Regions from separate parts of the Mus musculus genome. Here all the other regions are linked to region 1. Evidence: chromatin contacts called from public HiChIP or PLAC-seq, Micro-C and promoter capture Hi-C data. All regions are on one chromosome and are shown on one strand. The core of a region is the stretch at or near the end of the contact, and the rest is flanking DNA. Distances in the headings are between cores, read along the strand shown. Region 1 holds the start of Cilp2 (cartilage intermediate layer protein 2). Region 2 has its middle 57 kb from the start of D130040H23Rik. Region 3 holds the start of Klhl26 (kelch-like 26). Region 4 holds the start of Crlf1 (cytokine receptor-like factor 1).

Region 1 (5,025 bases), core at 2,095-4,594:
TGACCTGCCTCTCGAACTCGAGACTCAGGGTGCTTTACCAGGTACGGCTTCCCTGAGGGGGTCAGAGTTGGCCAAGCTCATGACCCTGCTATACCCCAGGAACCCCTTTTTCGGATTCTCTCCGGGACAGCCCACCTCATTCTGTGCTGTCAACAAGTGAGTCACAGCTTGTTTTTTTCCCCTTGGCCTGGAACATCCTCCTCTGTAACTCACATGTTCTTGGCTGCGGGGACACTCACCTAACTCTTCAAGGATGATGGTGACTGTGGCTGTGTTGGAGCTGTTGGCGTGAGCCTGCGCTGTGCCAGCAGAGAACCCATTCATCTGGGCGCTGACACTGGCCTTGCTGCCCGCGCAGACTCCGGGCACTTGGAAGGTTCCATGGGTACCGCTGGTGGCTATGGTTCCAGGTCGGGTTCTCAGGGAGACCCTGGCTCCTGACAGCGGTCGCCCAGATGGGGTGACCACTGAACCCAGGAGGATGTGGTTGGGGCACCCGCAGGTGTCGGAGCTACACCCTAGGGGGACATGGAAGCGGCAGGCGCAGAGAGAACTCTTGGGGAGAGCTTTGCACTCAGCTACAAACATAAGTGACCCTGCCACCCATCAGTTCCCCACAAGCTTCAGTGTGGCTGGACTTAAGTCAGTCTGGAGACAGGGATAAGTGGGCAGAGCTGGAGCAATGTAAGGAAGGTGGGTCCATAGATGCAAGGGAGAAGCTCCAAGAGGGGACCAAAGAGGCTGATTCTTAAGACAGTGAGGACTCATCAGGCAGGTGTTCCTAGCTGGGGCTGGGAGCAAGGGGCTGTCTTGGACAACATCTGTCACACTTCCAACGCTGCTGCTTCTCCACAAAGTGGAAAGTTCCAGTGGAAACTTCAGGGCAGAGGCACCGGGTGGGGTCCCCACCATTGGCGACATCGTGCCCCAACTATATGAGGGCCCTGTTGCAGCTGTCTGCAGATCATGTTTGTGGAGCCCAGGCCCAAGTGGAATTTCCAGTCCCCTCCTGGCTGGCCTGCTGTCTGGCACAGGGAGGGCCTGGGCATCGTGTCTGCGTGGGCGAGCAGAACAGGCAAAGACTGAAGGCTGAATGTGGGCACCCAGAGTATGCACCCAGAGTGAAGGCAGAAGCCTTCACAGGGATATCTTAGTGTGCACACTAGGTGAAATAACTCTTCAGGTCTTCCCATGCCTGCCCAGCATCCACCGACCCCCTCTGTATAGTCTTCTTCCCTAGAGTGTGTATGGCCTCCACTTCAACTGGTCCAGTCCTCTGGACCCCTTCTTATGTAAGCTCCACCCCTGGTCATCCCCTCCTCAGGCCCCATCCCTCCTACCTGGACAACGGGATCTCACGCACTTCTGCGCCTCCTGGGGGCTCCCGGGACACGTGTCCCCAGAGGAGCTTTGACAGCTGCGGCGGCGCAGGCGACGACCTAGCCCGCAACTCTTGGAGCAGAGGCCCCACGCTCCCCAAGCGCCCCAAGCCGCCTCTGCAGAGCAAGGTGGGAGATGAGTTGCATCTGCCCACCTTGGTCAGCGGGCTTTCTAAACTATGTGGGTCTTGTTCCCCCGGCATACACCCTCCCTGACTGCAGGGGCAGACTGCATGCAGTTCTGCACAGAGCTCACCTGCACACACACACACACACACACACACACACCCCTTCTTGCTAGATGCGGTCCTAATTAACCTTGCTGTTCCCCATCGGACTTCAATACAATGAGGCTTAAGGCATCCCCAACACCGAGCTGTTCAGGATGGGCCAATGGGATCCTGGCATGTTAGTGCACTAGCTACTACAATCTGGGCACAGCTCCCTGCATCCTCACTGTGCTGATGGGTGTGCCTCTCTAAGCCACGCCCGTGCCCTGCCATCACTGGGCCTTGCCCCTTAGGGTCGTACTGTACCCGCCCGCCCAGGCCTATGGGTCCCCCCCTTACCCAGTGGGCAGCGGAAGCGCACGTGGTAGTTGGAGCAGCGGCGGCCTCGAGGCTGCTCACGATTGAGACACCAAAAGCCACGCTCTGGGTTGGCGTGCACCCTTTCGCCCATTGCAGCTGGTAGCGCCCAGTCGGTGGTGCGCGCCTCCAGTGCCAGTGGTCTCGGGCACACCCGCGCGGGACCATAGTAGAATCGAATGGCGGCCAGGCTCTCGAAGTCGCCATCTCCTCCCGGGTGATCCACGTTGAACCACGACGTCCACTCGCTGGCCTCTGTGAGCATCGCACGCTGAGCCCGGGTCCCACCTCCCTAGTCTCTCCAGCTTGGAGCCTTGAGGCCCAAGGAGCTGTGATGTCCAAGGACTCCTCATTCTCCCTACCCTCCCCACTGACCCCACCAGGCCCAGATCACACAGGCGGGTTGCTGAGGTGACTCACCCTCCCAATCTTCCAGGGCTGGCGAGGGCTGGCCGGTATCTGGCGGCCGTCCCTGAAGACCCCTGGCGGTTGAAGTGTGCTCCTCGGTGGGGGTGGCATCTGTGGGAGTTCGAGGAGGCACAAGATAGGGACCACTGAGACCCCTCTTTTGGTGCAACAGGGGGAACATTGACTACCACATTTCACGGGATATAAAACTGAGGATCTGAGAGGCCAGCTCTAGCCCCGGGGACTGCAGCAGCACCCACTCCAGGAAGCCTTCCCATTACTAGCAGCGGACCCTGAAGCCCTGTCACTCCGCAGATCTGGCGACTCTATGTCCCACTACACCTCTAGGCTCAAATGTTCATCAAACACAAGTCGAGTGTATTAGGCTCTGCCTCTACCCGCAGACCGCTGCAGTCTCTTCCTGGAAGTCCCCTCCTGCCATATACTCTCCCGGGTCTTTCTAGGTGGGACGCAAGGTGCCAACAGGTAAGTCCTTGGTTTCTCTGGCCTTCCATCTTTCCGGGGTGGAATAGGAAGGCAGACAGGTTCAGACAAACCCCTTCTTCCTGGAGCCCCAGCCTTCTGAGAAATAGGACTGTCACCAGCCCCGCGGAGAGACAGCTACGACCCCTTGGCACAGATTTGGAAACCTGATGATTTACAATTCAAAGCCTTGGCCAAGTGGACCTTCCTGGGACGACGATGGAAGAGGTTTCTTTCACCGGCTCTCTGGGACGCTCATGAGGTGCTCCCCCGCCCGCTTCTGTGCCTGCGGCTGTCGTCCTGGTGTGTTTGTTTGTGTGTGTGTGTGTGTGTGTGTGTGTGTGTGTGTGTGTGTGTAGGGGGTGGTTCCCAAGGTATCTCACCTCGCGCTCCCGCTAGGTGTAAGGCGGCAAGGCAGAGATAGAGCAAGGGCAGAGGTGATGCCATCGCCAGGTCCGAACTGCTCTGCGAAGCTCTGAGATCTGACTGTGGCGGGCCTAGCCGCTGCTTGGACCTAAAAGGGCGGAACGGGCCACAAGCCACGCCCCCGCACACCAGACTGGGTCTTCTAAGCCTCCCGCGGTACCTCCGCCCTTAGACTGCCCTTGCCCGGTGTCCTGCGTTCCCCCCTCCTTCTCCAACTGGGTCCCGTGCTGTGTGCCTGGCTCCCTCTGGTCTGAAACTTGAAGCTGCTGGCGCCCTAGGATGCTGGACGTTCTCTATATTGTTAAACTTCGGTCCTAAGTACTGGAGGCCACCCCCCAGCAGGGGTCTGCTCTCCATTCTAAGAAACTCCACGGCGCAGCTCCTCCCCACAAACCCGGAGGGAAGTCTCCTCTCCACCCGCCCACCCCCTGGCCTGGTACACAAAAGAGGCAGGGGAGAGGTGGTGGAGATGTTTATTGGTGCGGTTCACAGTGAGGCCACGCAGTCGGTGCCAGTATATTTTGGCAGGTGCAGGCCAAACTTTCGGCGGACGTCATCAGGCACGAACCTGCCGGCTACAAAGTGGAGACGTCCGGAGAAGCGGCCGGCGCAGCTCTTGGGCGCTGCAAGGGACACCAGCACATCGGGCTGCACCGCGTCCTTTGCGTCTCCGCCAGCCTCCGCATCCCAGCCTGAGGGCGGAAGAGGGGGAGCTGAGGACCTCCGGCCCGGGACCAAGTCTGCTCTGCCTCCCTCCACGCACGCGGGTAGCGGTCAGACCTGCTAACCGCAAACCGCCTCCACCCTCCGACTACACCATTTCCACTGCTAGTCTGCCAAGACCCAGCCTCTGCCTTGAGCCGTGTCTCCTTCCGCAGAGGTTAGGAACCGCGCCTTGCTTAAATCAGACCTTCCTCACCCACCTCGGGTCTGACCTCAGCCTCTCTACCCCACCCTGTACTGTGACCCGAGACCCCCCTCCTTCTAAACTGTGCCCCCACATCCCTATCGTATTTGATTTCCCCCTCCGACCTGAGACATCTTGGTTCTCTGACCCACCTCGTGGTACTTTTGTTAGGACTCTGCCCTCTCCCCAAACCACCAGGAGTTTCGGTTCCACCCAGTCCACGAACCAGCAACCAGGACTTCTCTCCTGCCTCAGGCACTAACCAGAGCCACCGGCTCCTCTCTCTGATTAGAGGCTTCCAACTGCAGAATCCCTCACTTTTCCGGGACCACCTACTGTATCCCCCTAGGACTAGATATGCCTCGGCTTTGGTCGGGGATTGTCCTGGAGCAGTGTAGCTAGGGGACACCCCCACGCAGTCCCCACGAGAGGCTGAGCGCTGTTTGTCCTTAGCAGCTCTGGCCTGGCAGGCGTGGCCTCTGCCGAGTGAGCTCACAGGACTGGTGGTGGGTGGTGCCCGTGGAGCTGAGCACTCGGACCAAGGGGACACGGAGTCACTTGGGACAGCCACTTGTATCGCTCCCATCCTCAGGGCGGGTGTGAAATACGATGGGGGCAGACGCGGAAACCGAGGTTGAAAGAGTTGGACAAGGAAAACCGAGTTGGGGGAGGGGGGTGCAGAGGGGTAGAATTTAGGATGGATGGAAAAAAACAGGCTAGGGTAACCAGGCTGTCCCTGGGTGGCGTGCCTGAGGGGACGTCCAGGCTCACAAGCGGGATGGAGAGTCGCTTCAGCGTGGCCAGCGCGCGCGCGCAGTGCCCGCCTGCTTCAGCC
Region 2 (5,089 bases), core at 1,857-4,356, 560 kb before region 1:
CCATATTGTGTGTTCCAAGCTTGTCCTTGCACCCCTCAGAGCTCCTTGTAGTGTCACCGAACGACCGGCACTTCCCTAGCTTCAGAATAGAGCTACACGGAAGCCCCAGGAAGAACCAGCCTTTCCTATGACTGGTGCTCTGACTGCAGGTTCTGCTTGGCTCATGAGGCCTGAGTGACAAGAGTCTCTCTTTCTCTTAGTCGGAGTATAGAGAAAACCACGGAAGAGTATTTCCTGGCACTGGGTTCCACCGAAGGTCAAGAGCTTTCCCAGATCTGCAGATATTTGCTTTGTAGTAGTACTTGCCCCTGACTTCCAGTAGCTTTTCTTCTGTATTCCTGTGCTTAGTAGGCACTTCCTCACTAGCCAAGGTGGGGTGGAGTGTTTCTCCTGTCTCACAGGTGAAAGGGTGCTCACGATATAAACAATTAAGAAGAGATTTTAGAAAGCACACCTTTGTTCTGTGAGTTCACTATGAAATGAGGTGACCTGGAGCTACGTTTTACCTGGTGGCAAGGGTACTTCAGACAATCCTGAGAGAGAAGATCAAACTAGATGATGGCTACATTCCTATAGGCGTTTTCTTCTGAAATTCATGTCTACCACTATTCATGTCAAGGACAGCTTAATAGTCATGGAAAGTATAGTTTCCCCGGAAAGTTGAATACTTATGGTGTTTATGAGCACTATCCTGAGCCAGCATGTGCCTGAGTTATGATGAAAAGAGCAACCACACTAGTCAAGGTTCTGCAGATGAACAGAGCTGATCAAACAGATCTCTCTACGTGTGTACAAAGGGGTTTATTAGAATGCTACACAGGATGGGGTCCAGCTAGTCCAACAAAGACTGTCGACCGAATAAAATTTGAAGAATTCAGTAGTTCAGTCCATGAGGCTGGATGTCTCAGCTGGGCTTCATTGCACAGCACATTTTCAAAGGAGTAAGCTCTCAAGCCACTCAGAGAAAGAACATACTAGCTAGAGATACAGCAAGTCGTCAAAGAGAGACAGAGACAGAGCTTCTTTCTTCAGTGTCCTCTCTTCATGTTGGCTGCAACCAGAAGGTGTGGCCTAGATTAAAGGTGGATCTTATCACCTCAAAAGACCCAGAAGGGTCTTACCACTTCAAAACGTTTAAGAAAAAAAAAATCTCTCAAAGGCATATGCAACTCTTTGGAGTTAACTCTCAGTTAACTCCAGTTGCAGTCAGTTTGACTACCAAGAATAGCCATAACAACAGGCAAGACAGAAGAGCTAAAGATAATTTTTACCAGCAGCATGGCAGTCATTTTTCTTACAAAACAAAACAAAACAAAACAAAACCAAGAAGCATAGGGATTTTCTTTAGGGAGTCTGGACACATTCATGTAGAGTTCTGCCTATTCCTAACTATGTTCATTTAAAGAAATTCTACTTTAGAACATGATCACAATGTAAAAGCCAAACATTTGGTGATTTGGTGTCGTTTTTAGCTCAAAATTGTGCAGAAATATACATAATTTATTTTAAAAGACAGAAGAAAATGTCTCTGGCATGTTCATTTTGTACCTCAAGATCTTAACTGAAACTCAAATGTTAATCAATCCGGAGGAAAGTAAGACCACTACAGCAACTTTTGGACTGCTGGAAGCAATGGTGATTTTTGTATCCAAGAGCTAGCCAGCAACTGCCTCCTAATTCTTTTTTGTTTGTTTGTTTGTTTGTTTGTTTTTTGTTTTTTTCGAGACAGGGTTTCTCTGTATAGCCCTGACTGTCCTGGAGCTCACTCTGTAGACCAGGCTGGCCTCAAACTCAGAAATCCACCTGCCTCTGCCTCCCGAGTGCTGGGATTAAAGGCGTGCGCCACCACGCCCGGCCTGCCTCCTAATTCTAGTTAAAGAGATCAACCCTGAATCCACTTTTAGTGCCCCATTTTAAGAGTAAAATCACAAGTATTTCCCAAGCAGGTTTACAGAAAATAGACAATGAGAGAAAAAGGAAATATAAAACAACAACAACAACATCCCAACAAAACAAACAAAAACAGCAACAACAACAAAATAACATCATGTGGCCAATATGCAGTTATATAGGGTCAGATATAGTCAGGGTGTTCTCCAAAATATGTAAAGTTCATGGGTCGGGGCAAGACAGGCTCTAGGACAAAGGCTTAAACACAGCAAATCAGCTCTTATAGTAAATATCAACTTAATTTTTCATAATACAGCATAATGGCCCCTACCTTCAAAATGGAGTCAGACAAATTTCTCATCAGTGACACTGCAAACAAAAAGATAGATATATCAATGTGACAATCCCCACACATACAAACAAGAGATACCACATATATAGAGCAAACATCAAGGGTAAGTCACCTATTAGCACAGTAGATGTTGTACTTAGATGAACAGCTATACTGAGCTATTTTATACTCAGAACAAGGTTGCTTTTCCTTCTGGGCAGGTTGGCTCAGAGGAAGGTCATGGATGCCTCCGTGCAGGACCAGAAAGAGTTCATTTTGACTAAGCCTGGAGGCTGTCTGTCTCAGGACTGTGACAACACCAAACAGTGTGTTGAGTATTTTTCTTCGTAAATGAATGGTAAGAGATTTTAGATGTTAATTGGTATCAGCAGCATTGAAATAGCACGTCAAGGCACCGGAGAGATGGCTCAACAGTTTAGAGAGGTGGCTGCTCTTCTAGAGGATCCAAGTTTAATCCCAAGTATACACTTCTTGTTCTATCCTTCATTTTTATGGTTATATGGATATCTGCCTAGTTGTGTCTGTACGCAGTACCGACAGCACCCAGAAGAGGGCGGAAGATACCAACCATTGGAGTCACAGCACATTGTTAGCTACCTGGGTTAAGGAAATGGAACCTGGGTCCTCTGGACAGCACTCAGTGCTCTTATCTGCTGAGCCAACTCTCCAGCCCCTCTTCTTTTAATTTAAAGTTTACTTTTGTACTTGTTCATTGAAATATATTGCATCTCATACACCCTTCCTTGTCCTCCCTCCTTCCCTTCCCAAATTCTTCCTTGTCATGCATGAGTAAGTAAGCTCTTAATATATGACTACAACCGGCCCCAGTCACTGAGCCGCCGCCGGAGGACTCAGCTGCCTCCCCCTCGAGCCCTCTTGCTTCCCGAAGCTACGTCCCCCACGCCCGCCTTCTCCCGCAGCCGCCTTCCGCAGGCCATTTCCGCCGAGGAAAAGGAATCTTTTCGTATGTCCGCTATCCAGAACCTCCACTCTTTCGACCCCTTTGCTGATGCAAGTAAGGGTGATGACCTGCTTCCTGCTGGCTCTGAGGATTATATCCATATAAGAATTCAAAAGAGAAACGACAGGAAGACCCTTACAACTGATCACTGATGAGTACGATAAAAAGAAACTAGTGAAGGCGTTTAAGAAGAAATTTGCTTGCAATGGTACTGTAATTGAGCATCCAGAAGAAAATGGAGAAGTAATTCAGCCACAGGGTGACCAGCGCAAGAGCATATGCCAGCTCCTGATAGAGATTGGACTGGCTGAGGAAGATCAACTGAAGGGTCATGGGTTTTAAGTGCTCGTGGCTTAAGTGAGGATTTCCTTGCAATGAGTAGAATTTCCCTTCTGTCCCTTGTCACAAGTTTAAAAACCTCACAGCTTGTATAATGTAATCATTTGGGGTCCGCTTTTAACTTGGACTAGTGTAATTCCTTCATGCAATTAACTGAAAAGAGCCACAATACAACACACACACACACACACACACACACACACACACACACACACACACACACACACACACATACAACCTGCTGAGTCTGTTGTTGTTGTTGTGTTCATTTGTTTGTTTGTTTGTTGTTTATTGTGTGTATATGGTTTCAGGAGTGATTACATTGCATTAAGTGGCCAACTAGGGAGCGCATTCCTGCCTCAGGCAGATTCTCTGACTTGCAGATGAATTGAACTGTTAATGAACAGTGGGCGTCTAACCCCTCTAATGACCTAGGCTGTCTTGGACAGCAAATATTATAAAGATTAGAAACCTAGGGATGGAAAATACACGAGCAGTTGAGAACACTGCCGATTTTCTGAGGGCACCCAGGTTTCCTTCCCAGCACACTCAGCAGCTCACATCTATCCCTAACTCCAGCTTCAGGGAATCTGAAAAAATCTGTTCACCTCCTAGGCAGCCATAAATTCACCAAGCAGGAATGAGGCAAAGTCACATAAACAGGCAAAACTCCCATATACATGAAATACAAGTGAAATTCTATTTCTGAAGAAGGAGGAGGAAGTGGAGGCAGAGGAAGAAGAGGAGGAAGAGGACAAGAGGAGGAGTAGGAAGAAGAAAAGAGGGAAGGGGGGAAAGGAGAGAGGTACAGGAAAGGGGAGGGGGAGGAGGAGGACCTTGTACCATAAAAATTATTTTTCACGGTGAGTGTGGTTTTACATTCTTTTGATCCCAGCACTTAGGACACAGAGGCAGGAAGATCACTGTGGTTTTTGAAGAAAGCCTGTGAGTAGCCAACACACACACACACACACACACACACACACACACACAGAAAGGGAAAGAAGAACAAAACTGAATAATAGATAAAAAGAAGCATAGGAGAATGGGGAGAGTGTAAAACCTCTTCAGTCATTTCAGTTGTCTGTCACTTGTGCCCATAAAATCATTTTCAGTAATGACTATTGCCAAGCATGGTAGCACATGCTGTTAATCCCAGCATTTAGGAGGCTAAGACAATCTGATATCCAAGAGTTCAAGGTTATTTTAATCTACTTAATCAATTTCATGATAATACTAATCTCAAGAAGACTACCACATTTTTAAACAGTGATTATAATTTTTATTTTATTTTATTTTTTGGTTGAGACAATATCTCACAAAGACCCTCATCTGATTTTGATTCATTATGTATAATATATAATACATAGACTACATAATATATAATGTAAAATAATATTGACTCTTTAAGAAATTCTCATATATGCCGGGCAGTGGTGGCACACGCCTTTAATCCCAGCACTTGGGAGGCACAGGCAGGCAGATTTCTGAGTTCGAGGCCAGCCTGGTCTACAGAGTGAGTTCCGGGACAGCCAGGGCTACAAAGA
Region 3 (4,862 bases), core at 1,491-3,990, 590 kb after region 1:
GGATACATGGCATATATTCACAGACACACAGAGCACCCACGGATATGTGGCATATACTCACAGACACAGAGAGCACCCACGATACATGGCATATATTCACAGACACAGAGAGCACCCATGGATACATGGCATATATTCACAGACACACAGAGCACCCACGGATACATGGCATATACTCATGGATACATGGCATATACTCACAGACACACAGAGCACCCACGGATACATGGCATATACTCACAGGCACACAGAGCACCCATGAATATATGGCATATACTCACAGACACACCGATACTCACAAATACATTTTTAAAATAAATGTTTAAGACAGGTGTGCTGGCACACACCTTTAGCACCAGCACTCTGGAAGTAGAGGCTCTGTGAGCTCGAGGTCAATCATGTCTACAAAGTGAGTTCTAGGACAGCCAAGGCTATCCAGAGAAACCCCGTCTTGAAATATAAACAAATAAAAAATACATCTTTAAAAAATTTACCCTAGGGGCTGGAGAGATGGCTCAGCAGTTAAGAGCAGACTGCTCTTTCCAGAGGTCCTGAGTCCAAACCCCAGCAACCACATGGTGGCTCACAACCATCCATAATGAGATCTGACACCCTCTTCTGGTGTGTCTGAAGACAGTTACAGTGTACTTAGATATAATAATAAATAAATCTTTTTAAAAAAATTTACCCTAGGGATCTGGTCAGCTGACCCCCCTTTTTTTCTGTTTTTGTTTTTTTTCTTTTTTTGGGGGGGGGGGGCGTTTCAAGACAGGGTTTCTCTGTATAGTCCTGGTTGTCCTGGAACTCACTTTGTAGACCAGGCTAGCCTCAAACACAGAAATCTGCCTGCCTCTGCCTCCCAAGTGCTGGGATTAAAGGCATGTGCCACTACTGGCCTGCCAGCCGTCCCCTTTTATCTGGCTCCTAGGCCCTGCCCACTCATTCCCCAATGACTCCATGATCTACCCCTGTTACAGACCTTCAGTCCTGGGCCACCACTCTGTCATGCCCCAGTGTGCTGCCACTCACTCTTCTGTGGCCAGAGCGCCCAGTTTCTGCAGTTGCCGATGGCCTGTATGGAGTCCCTGGTTTGCTCTGACCTCACTCTGAAGCTTCCAGCTGCTCTGGTAACAGGCAGGGCCAATGCCTCCTCTAGGTGGTAGCAGGGTTTCCCTAATCAGCATCTTCCCTCCAGTCCTAATGCTCAACTCAGATCCACAGGCCACCAGATCTTTCCCTGCCCTCCGGCCTGCCTGAGGGCCAACTTTGTTCGTTATCATTAGGCCCAGTGCCCTTGGCTTCGGTTTATTCCCAAACCATTTACAGACTGAATTTCCTCCTTGATCTCACAAGGGTGGTGGCTGTCTCAGGGCAGGGGTTCCTGGCTCTGGGTTAATGTGAAAATGGAGGGTGTGAGTGCTCCCTAAGAGAGTTCCCTAAGACCGGTAGGTGCTCTTCCCCTGAGACTCCAGATCAATTCACAAAAATGTATTGCAACAGAAAGTTTTTGAGTTCAAGGTTGGCCTATGCTATACAAATCAGTCACTATCTTAAAAATAGGATGGGTAGAGGGCAGGCATATGACCCAGTAGTAGAGTCCTCACCTAGCATGCACCACAGGAATAGAGATGCATGCCTGTCATCTTGATCATTCGGGTTGAGGAAAGATAACCAGCAGTTTGATGTTATCCTCAGCTATATGGCATCTGTGAGACCAGCTATAAGATTCCTTGTCTTGAAAAACCAAAATAAAACAAATATTTAAAAATACTTGCCATCTTTATGCAAATTCCCAAGTTCAAGGAACCCACCTTCAGAGTTGACCAGGAAAAAGGGTGACCTCATTTAACTAAAAGGGGTGAACGTGGACCCAATATCTGAGGGCAAGACCTCCAATTCAAACGTTTAGAGTGAGGGGAGGGGTATTTAAACCCTATGAAGGGTGGAAGGAAGGGGGTCTTAAAGAAAGACCCTATACTCTTGAGTATCTTCTCTCACAGTGCTCAAACTCCACAAATACATCCCGACCTCTCACAGTCCCTGAGACTCCCTGGCCATCATGATGGATCTGCTGGGGCCCCCAAGGTTGCCTCAGTGTCCCCTCACGGCATGCCCAAGTCCCTTGTTCACCTATCAAGCCCCTAGACAATTTTCTGACAAATAGAACCTGTTGAGGTCTCCCAGTGGCCTCAGTGTCTCCCAGACATGTCCAGGCCCCTAGGTGACTGGCCTCAGTGTCTCCCCAGACATGTCCAGGCCCCTAGGTGACTGGCCTCAGTGTCTTCCTCAGACATGTCCAGGCTCCTAGGTGACTGGCCTCAGTGTTCCCCTCCAGACATGCCTAGGCCTCTTGTTCCCTGCCATCAGGACCTGTGGAGGTAACCAGGTGGTCTCAGTGCTCCCTTCACGAACGCCTCGGCTCCCTCCCGGGCCCCAGGGTCCTTGTGGAGCTTCCCACGTCACCTTCCCCGAACCCCTTCAGCCCCGGGCTCGCAGCTCCCAGGAAGCCGGGCCTCAGCCTGCCCTCAGGCCTACGCCATAGCTCAGGACCTTAACGACAGGGACTCGGAACGTCCACGCCCCCGGCGGCCCCGGGTCGGCCCCGCCCGAGCCAAGTGGTGCATGCCAACAGAGGCGTAGGACTCACCTGCTCGGGCGCTCGGGGCTCTGACTAGAGCCGCTGCTGCCACCGGACTCCGCCATCTTCCGCCGCGCGCCCGAGCGATGGGGCGGCGCGCTGATCGGGAGATCGGGGCCCGGGGCAGCGGGCGGAGCCGCTGAGAAGGAGGGAGGGACTCGAGTGGTGGGCGGAGCTTGGGATCAGGGGCGGGGCCTGAGGAGAGCAGGTCGGAGAAGAACATCGAGTAAGGCCAAAGAAAGTGAGGGGGAGGAGCCTGAAAGACCAGGGGCCAAAGAGGTAGGCGGGGATTGGGGCGGAGCCTTGAAGAGAAGTGGCGCTTAAAACCCTGGAGGCGTGCAATAAGAATTATAAGCATGGCCTAAGAGCGGACCTAAGGAAGATAGTACCTGAAGTGGGGGTAAGGGTTGAAGACGTCATGGCCCTCAGAAGGGAGGGGTCTGAGAAAGGTGATTCAAGCAGGACATGACCTAAAGAGGGGCGGGGCCTATGTAAAGGAGGGAAGAGACCTGTGGAAGAAAAGTTCTGTGGGAGAAAAGGTTGGCTCCAAGGTATGGTAGGGCCTGAGTTTGGAGAGGGGCGAGTCTTGGCTGTGGAGAGAGTGGCTGGAAGGCCTATGCGGGAAATGGAACCATGTTACTTCCCAACATAACCAGGAAGGGGAAGGCGGCCTGAGGGTCATTCTTGGTGTTAGATATATGCTGGACCAGAAGAAAAGTGGAGGAAGACTGGAGCCGCCCCTAGAGGAGGGAAGGAGCCCAGGATGATGATGGGAAGTGTCTAGCCCGAGAGGGGCGTGGTTAGCGGAGGGGTGAGGCAAAGGGTAGGTTGGGAGGGTCTTTTAATTAAGAGCAGAACTGCTGGGAACATATGCCTGGGATGGGAAGAGGGCCGAATCCACGTTCGGGAGGTGCCTGGGCGGGGCCAGGGCTGGGAGAAGGATCGGGACTTGGGCGGGGCTCATCATAATGAGGGGGCGGGTCTGGACTGCAAGAATGGGAGGGTTGGGGAAGAGCCTTGGTAGGAGATGTGGAACCTAAGTTGTGAAGGTCGTGCCATGAAGGGCGGGGCAAACAAGGTGTGGGCTAGGCGGCGCACAGATGTGGGCGTGGCTTATCTTTGGCAGAAGCGGGATGGCTCAGATGGCATGTTCTGATGAGTGAGGGAACAAAAGTCCCTGAGTGCACAGACCCTCTTCACTAGCATCCTGCCCCGAGCCATATCCCTTTCCCAGCCTGAACCCAACCCAACCCTCTGACTTCCAACCCTTTGCTTCAGCGTTTTCAGCATATAGTAAGCTCAGAACCTCCTACCTCAGGGCCCAATGCCACTCTCAAATCCCCATCCCTTCTGTATCTGCCCTCATACTCTAGCTCCCATTCCCGAAATCCCTGCCCACAGAGACACAAGCCAGCCTCCACACCCTCTACCTCAAGCACGCTATAGACTTGCAACCCTCAGCAATGGTTCAAAGGCCCATGTCTGTGCAAGGCTTTCCTTTTGTTAAGGTCTTCCTTTTGTTAAGACTGTGTCTCCTAGGCTGGCCTGCAACTGTGAACCCTCCTGTGTCATCACCCTTCTGAGTCCTGGAATGACAGGCATATATATCACCATGCCTGGCTGTCTTTCCTTTTTTATTATTTTCTGTCTTCTGTTCTTTCTTCCTCTCTCCCTTCCATCACTCCTCCTTGCTTAAGGCTCAGAGGATAAATGGCAGCAATGCTTGAGGGGCTTGGCTGCCTACAACCTCCCACACCAGAGTCTCAGCTTATAGTAGGTTGAAATGCATCCAGCTAGTCAGCTAGAAAGTACAACTCCTTTAGGTAAAATCAAAGACTAGCCACCAAACATGGCACCCCAATGCCTGCAGCCCCAGCACTCACTCGGAGGCTGAGACAGAGGATCAATTCAAGGTCATCTTTGCCTAAACAGCAAATTCAAGGTCTGCCTGGACTACCTGTGGATCAAACTAAAAAATCCAAGTAGGACCAAACCCAATGAAACACAGTAGGTACTCAGACATTGTTACAAATGGACAGACACCAGCCATTGCTCTATAAACAGTGAATGTGTTCATGTAGGAGTCTCTGCAATCCCCTAGGACACACCCTTGACCACCTAAGGTCAGCTTTTTGAACTTTGGTTCCAGCTGTGCTGTATGCAAGCTCAACCTGACTGGCAGAGAGGCCCATGGCTGGCATGCCCTCCACACATGCTGCCTCAA
Region 4 (5,331 bases), core at 84-2,583, 610 kb after region 1:
TAGTTTGCCCCCAGCAAAATGGCAGTGGCCGAATTAGTTTTTATTTCTCTCCTTTGTCATTTGAAGCTTCTTGGAGGACCTTTAAGGAAGGGGCTGAGCCTCCAAGGGAACGGCTGTATGGGAGAAATCGAGCCCTTTACTCTCAGGGAGCTGTGGCTGGGGGCCTTTACCAAACCCGTGGGGTGGGACCACCCGGGAACTCGCATTTCAAGCGCCGCCCCACCAGCAAAGACCTTGCAGGCCAGAGACCTCCCTTCGTGGGCATCCGGATAGGGTGGAGACGAAGAAGCGATCAGAGAGATGAAATGCCAGGGCTGGGTTGGTCCGGGAGGGGTCCCCAAAACCCCAAACAGTGGCCAACAAAAATAACCCAGAGAAAAAACTCTGCGCTCAATCAGTGATAATTCTGCGTTGCTCGGGGCTGCCCGCGTTACCTGAAGTTGGCGGGCGGCGGCCGCTGCAGTGATTACTCACCGCGTGGCGCACCCCACCCGCGGGCCGCTGAGTGGATTTTTCCGTGGGGGGATGTGAAGAAGTTTAGGGAGAACTCTTCTGCACCGATGGGAACTAGGAATGCAGGGTTCGGTCCCGTTCCCCAAAGGACACACCTCTCCCCATGAGCCCACTCATAAGGGCTCCCTGCACGCGCTCCGGGACATCCCCATATCCAATACCCGCAGATATGATAGTTGAGAAGGGACCAGAGGCCGGAGACTCCCTCCCTGCCTTCTGGCTCCCCCCCCCCCGCACGAAACGAGACTACAGCGATGGGAGAGGTGGCATGAAGGCTTAGGGTGGGGATCGGTAGGACCCATGCACCCAGAGAAAGGGACTGGTGGCAACTTTCAAACTCTCTGGGGAAGGAAGAAGGGCTGAAAGAGGATGAACGGGCTCAGGTACTGCTCAATGTGTGTGTGGCGGACCAAAGTGGGTATGGGGGCCCCGTAAGAGGGGCGGGGAAGGTGGATAGGAAGGATCCCGGTAGACTGGAGGGGATCCTGGAAAAGCACCAGGGCTGCGAGCTAGGAACCCATTCGGAGTTAAGGGTACAGGATCCCAGATGAGGGGGTGGGAAGCCTGGGACGGGCGGGACCAGAGAGGGAGGTCCCACGGGCTGGTGGGGAAAGAGTGGGGGGCTTCGCGCAGGAGGATGGGACGTTCAGGAGTGGTAACTGGGCGGAGGCCGGCCGGGCGGGGCGCGCGGTGCCCGCGGGCGGTGGGAAGGCCGGTGCGGGGCCCACGATCAACCCCCCCCCCCAGGGGCCGGGCCGGGCCGGGGGCGGGGCCGGGCGGGGCGAGCGGCGCATTAGCGCCTTGTCAATTTCGGCTGCTCAGACTTGCTCCGGCCTTCGCTGTCCGCGCCCAGTGACGCGCGTGAGGACCCGAGCCCCAATCTGCACCCCGCAGACTCGCCCCCGCCCCATACCGGCGTTGCAGTCACCGCCCGTTGCGCGCCACCCCCATGCCCGCGGGTCGCCCGGGCCCCGTCGCCCAATCCGCGCGGCGGCCGCCGCGGCCGCTGTCCTCGCTGTGGTCGCCTCTGTTGCTCTGTGTCCTCGGGGTGCCTCGGGGCGGATCGGGAGCCCGTGAGTACCGTGCGCCCTGCTCCCCACCTCCCCAGGGAAGCCGGGATCCGGCGCCCCGGGGGGTAGTCGCGGGGGATGGAAGAGGGGGCGCGAGCGCCACCTGGACGTCCCGGGAACAAAGGAAGGCGGCCCTCGGGGCGCCCTCACCTGTGGGGCTCATGGCACCACCACCCAGCCTCCCAAGAGTACCCCGTTATACATCAGAGGCCTCTTATCTGTATCCCCTTTGCGAGGCTGTCTGGCCAGGCTCAGTTTGAAGGACATCGCAGTGTCCTGGGACCCCCCTCCTTCAGGGTGCTGGGACGCTTCGGGGCGCACGCCTGTGTCTTGGATATCAGAGCGGAAGGGAAGCCTCCCTGGCCGGGGACGCACGCTTGGGTGCGTTGGGTTGGGTGCTGGCGCAAAGTGGGGTCCCCTCCCCCATGAAGTGATGATCCCCGGGGGGAGGGTGGGGCGTTATCGTGAGCCCTCCTGTCCGCCTGGCATGCGGCCCGGCGTCCCTCGGGACTTGCCTCTCCGTGGGGTCGGCGCCGCCCCCTCCCCCCTATAGCAGACTCCATGCTTTGGTATCCTCGAAGTCCTCTCCACTGGTGGGGCTCACAACCGGTCTCATTCAGGCTGCGCTGGGTTGAGAGCCTCTAGCGACTGAAATTTCGGTGAGGAGCGAGAGCAAGCGTGTCCGGGCACCGCGAGCCCAGACTTCATTGTCTAAGGGGCACCCAGTGGGGGTCAGCTGCCGAGAGAATCCCACTGTCCCAGGAGGAACTCCTGGCCTTGAGCCCCCATCACCCAACGCACACATCCCCGCCAGGATGCGGTCTCCACATCCAGACCCTCTCTGGGACACACCCAAAGACACACAAAAGAGCCCCACTGGCTTATGTCCCGTCACCCTGCCCTCCGACGCGCGCTGCAGCCCAGATGCGTATTCGCACACCATCGCGGCGCTCGCATTCCATCCTCTACACAGACACACACACACACACACACACACACACACACACACACACACACACACGCACGCACACACACGCACGCCCGCACTCGTGGTCCCACATTTATTTCACAGGGGAGGCAACACCGGGGTACGCATATGGTTGAGTGCACTGGAGATCTTTCCCCACCACTCTCAGGACCCCATCCGGAGACACAGGCCACACCGCAGGGGCACCACGCTGCGCTGCTGCTCTGGGCTAGTAGTCTTGTGCAGTTTGTCCGCGGTGTCTGTGGACGCCCTCCCGCTCTTGTCAGGGGACAGGAACCTACACTCCTGCTTGCCCAAGGCGGCTGGGCAGGTGATGTGGTGACACCCGGGACCTTTCCGGGGAGTTGGTGTTGCTGCCAAGCCTGGGTAGTTTTTGAATGCCACCAATAGCGCTAAGCTTTGTTTCCGGGCGGGCTGCAGAGCAACAGGCGAAGGTGGCGGAGTGGGGGTGGCGCGTGTGTTTTTTCTTTTAAGGGGGAGAGAAATTAAATAAGAGGTTCTCACACCTCTGCAATCTGTTTGTACTTACCGTGTGTCTTAGCACCTGACCAGCCAGCCGGTGGGTCGTAAAAGTGTATGCAGGTACCAGCGGGACAGGAGATGGGGGCCCCTGGGGTATGGCTGGGATGGAGGCCACCTTCCCGTTGGCCTTTCAGGGAATCTCACACTTTTCCCTTTTAAAACACATGGTGTTCTTTTTAATAACGGCAGCAACTCCGCATTGGGAAAGGGGGAAATAAGCTTGTATAGGCCCCGGCTTTGTGGAAAGGAGGGGAAGAGGGAAGAAAAAAGGAGGGGTGTCTCCTCCAGGCTTAGGGGGCTGCTGTCAGCTGCTGCTCTGTCTAGCTTGGCATGTGTGTGCCCCAGTCCCCAGTGGCTTTGGCCCATTGTTTGTGGAAGCCAAGAGGGAGACTGGAGTCCTCTATCTCTGGTACTCCAGAGTCAGGCTTCTCAGTCCGAGCCCAGAGAACGTCTTCCCTGTTTTATGGAGGGAATCAGGGAAGGGGGTGCCAGGTGGTTCTGCTGAGGACTGTACCAGTCGCTCGAAGGAGAAAGCTTGGGCTTGCCCCCCTCCCCCCTCAAGCCACGAAGGGCAGCTGCTAGGCTAGTGTGGTAAAAGGGCATTACTCCCCAGCCAGGACCCCCCAGAGAGTCCCCTTCCTGGCCAGACAAATGCTGGGGAGGGACAGAGGGGTGTGATCATTGCCCAGGAGTGCAGACAGTGGGGTCCCGGGTCGGGCAGTGCCTCCCACCCTGCTGAGGGGGGCGCCCAGGCAGGAAGCGGTGGGTGGGCCGGGGTAGAGACGCTGGCACGTCCCAGTTCATGCCGAAGGAATTCTGAATTAGCGGGCGGCTGGCTGCCTGGGACCTCCGGGGCGGCCCCCTGGCCCCCGCCGCCTCCGCTCTGGCCTGCTCCTCCTGCTCCTTCGCACGGACGCTGAGACCTCCGCTGAGCCCTGGGACAAGCCCCAAATGCAACTGCGATTGCAGGCTTCGCAAGACCCGCCTCCTCCCAAGGCCAAATTTGCCTGGGAGAAGTCATTCAGGGCCCAGACTAGAACCATGTTGGTGCCACCTCATCCATCTGGGGCATGAAGGACCGTCCAGGGCTGCAGTTTAGCTTCTTAATAGGAACCTGGGGGTGGGTGCAGCCTCTGTTCTCCGAGCCTCTTTGGAAATCGGTTTTGTTTTTGTTTTTGTTTTTTCCAATACTCTTTTCCTCTCATCCCATCCCGGGACTGTTTTCCTCCCTAAGGGTTGAGAGCCCTGCAGTCTTCCCTAACCTTTTCTTTGCTTCTACCCCAGGGCCTTTGCACATGGAGTCCCACCTCTCCCCTTGCCCAACTGGGGCTCCAGCCTTACTGCATTTGGCTCTTGGTAACTGTCCCAGGGCCTCTCTGACACACAGGGTTGTAGCCCCAGCTCCCTCTCTTCTCCTCCCCCCTTTCTCTTTTGCTTCTGAGACTTAATTTTTTTCTTTTTCTTTTTGGCTTTTTGAGACAGGGTTTCTCTGTACAGCCCTGGCTGCCCTGGCACTCATTCTGTAGACCAGGCTAGCCTCAAACTCACAAACCTACCTGCCTCTGCCTTTCCAGTGCTGGCACTAAAGATGTGGGCCACCACAACTAGTAGTTAAGTGTTTTGCTGTGTCTTTATTCCTATAGTGACCTCAGTTCCTGGCATATTGTAGGCGATGGATGGATGAATGGATGGATGGATGGATGGATGGATGGATGGATGGATGGATGGATGGATGGAGCAAGCTTGAATCGTCCTGAGTGAAAAAAGAGACCTCAGAGAACTGAATGGAGTTAGGTTCCCAGGGCAGCCTGGCCTGCTGGTCTCATGGGAGCTCCCTGTGAAACTTCCCCCACACCTCCCACCACCCTGCCATCCTGTGTGGCTGACAAGAAAGGCCAATGGCCAGATGGGGACACAGACTCAGGGAAGCTTGGAATATGTTCCCCTCCTCATATCCTAGGCCTTGTTGTCCCCCTGAGGGCCCAGCCTATGAGTAGGGCAGCTGTGGGCTGCCCTAAGGTTGGGTAGGCAAGAAGGGGGTGGTCCCTCAGGGTGGGTCACAGGATTGAGGTAATTTCCAAAGTGGCCATCACAGTGGCCCTAGGAAATGATTGTGGAGAGTCAGAACTCCTGTTGGGAGTTGTAGAGGGCCTTGCATGTGGGCTTCTGTGGCTGTCCCTTCTCTTGTGGTCCTTTGCACAGTCCCCTCGTGTGTGCTGGGATGTGAGGAGGGCACGG

The links. Promoter capture Hi-C pulls out the DNA fragments that hold promoters and counts their contacts. Hi-C and Micro-C count contacts between places; a contact is called where the count stands out from the background. HiChIP or PLAC-seq counts read pairs in DNA pulled down with a chosen protein or histone mark.
Region 2: a contact with region 1 is called in an H3K4me3 HiChIP or PLAC-seq map of forebrain, with 4 times the contacts expected there. The contact joins the enhancer-like site here to the promoter of Cilp2 in region 1. A contact is called at or near these places in 24 of 39 promoter capture datasets (the 3T3-L1 cell line, 3T3-L1-derived adipocytes, the C10 cell line and 13 more), 2 of 15 datasets of contacts at CTCF or cohesin (embryonic stem cells and stem cell-derived epiblast-like cells), 39 of 484 Hi-C or Micro-C datasets (B cells, the G1E-ER4 cell line, LSK cells and 17 more), 12 of 115 datasets of contacts at active chromatin or transcription factors (astrocytes, craniofacial prominence, embryonic basal ganglia and 6 more) and 1 of 9 other capture datasets (embryonic stem cells).
Region 3: a contact with region 1 is called in a promoter capture Hi-C map of liver. The contact joins the promoter of Klhl26 here to the promoter of Cilp2 in region 1. A contact is called at or near these places in 3 of 39 promoter capture datasets (cranial neural crest, embryonic stem cells and liver) and 2 of 484 Hi-C or Micro-C datasets (both in embryonic stem cells).
Region 4: a Micro-C map of embryonic stem cells shows a contact between it and region 1, with 3 times the contacts expected there. The contact joins the promoter of Crlf1 here to the promoter of Cilp2 in region 1. A contact is called at or near these places in 8 of 39 promoter capture datasets (cranial neural crest, embryonic stem cells, hematopoietic stem and progenitor cells and 2 more), 8 of 484 Hi-C or Micro-C datasets (all in embryonic stem cells), 1 of 115 datasets of contacts at active chromatin or transcription factors (embryonic stem cells) and 3 of 9 other capture datasets (adipose tissue, liver and pancreatic islet).

What each region holds. Positions count from the first base shown.
Region 1 is chr8:69,884,048-69,889,072 of GRCm38.p6, forward strand. Cilp2 (cartilage intermediate layer protein 2) reads right to left here and starts at 3,345. Exons shown (of 8, transcript NM_026818.2): 1 at 3,241-3,345; 2 at 2,387-2,485; 3 at 1,949-2,221; 4 at 1,341-1,496; 5 at 240-518; 6 at 1-52. The coding sequence starts at 3,304. Yjefn3 (YjeF N-terminal domain containing 3) reads right to left here. Exons shown (of 6, transcript NM_001353930.2): 5 at 4,940-5,025; 6 at 3,741-3,975. The coding sequence ends at 3,770. Gm33746 (a long non-coding RNA gene) reads left to right here. Exons shown (of 3, transcript XR_379069.4): 1 at 1-2,223; 2 at 2,547-2,860; 3 at 2,947-4,337.
Region 2 is chr8:69,326,010-69,331,098 of GRCm38.p6, forward strand. It overlaps the pseudogene Gm7688. Among named protein-coding and RNA genes, the nearest start is that of D130040H23Rik, 57 kb to the left of the region's middle. Within about 2 kb of position 3,107, at least 30 of the 459 cell types and tissues checked have an H3K27ac peak or open chromatin away from gene starts, as enhancers often do. A contact at or near this core is called in cerebellar granule neurons, cerebellum, cerebral cortex and 7 more, where this site is marked.
Region 3 is chr8:70,474,203-70,479,064 of GRCm38.p6, forward strand. Klhl26 (kelch-like 26) reads right to left here and starts at 2,741. Exons shown (of 3, transcript NM_178771.3): 1 at 2,648-2,741. The coding sequence starts at 2,703.
Region 4 is chr8:70,491,815-70,497,145 of GRCm38.p6, forward strand. Crlf1 (cytokine receptor-like factor 1) reads left to right here and starts at 1,334. Exons shown (of 9, transcript NM_018827.4): 1 at 1,334-1,586. The coding sequence starts at 1,463.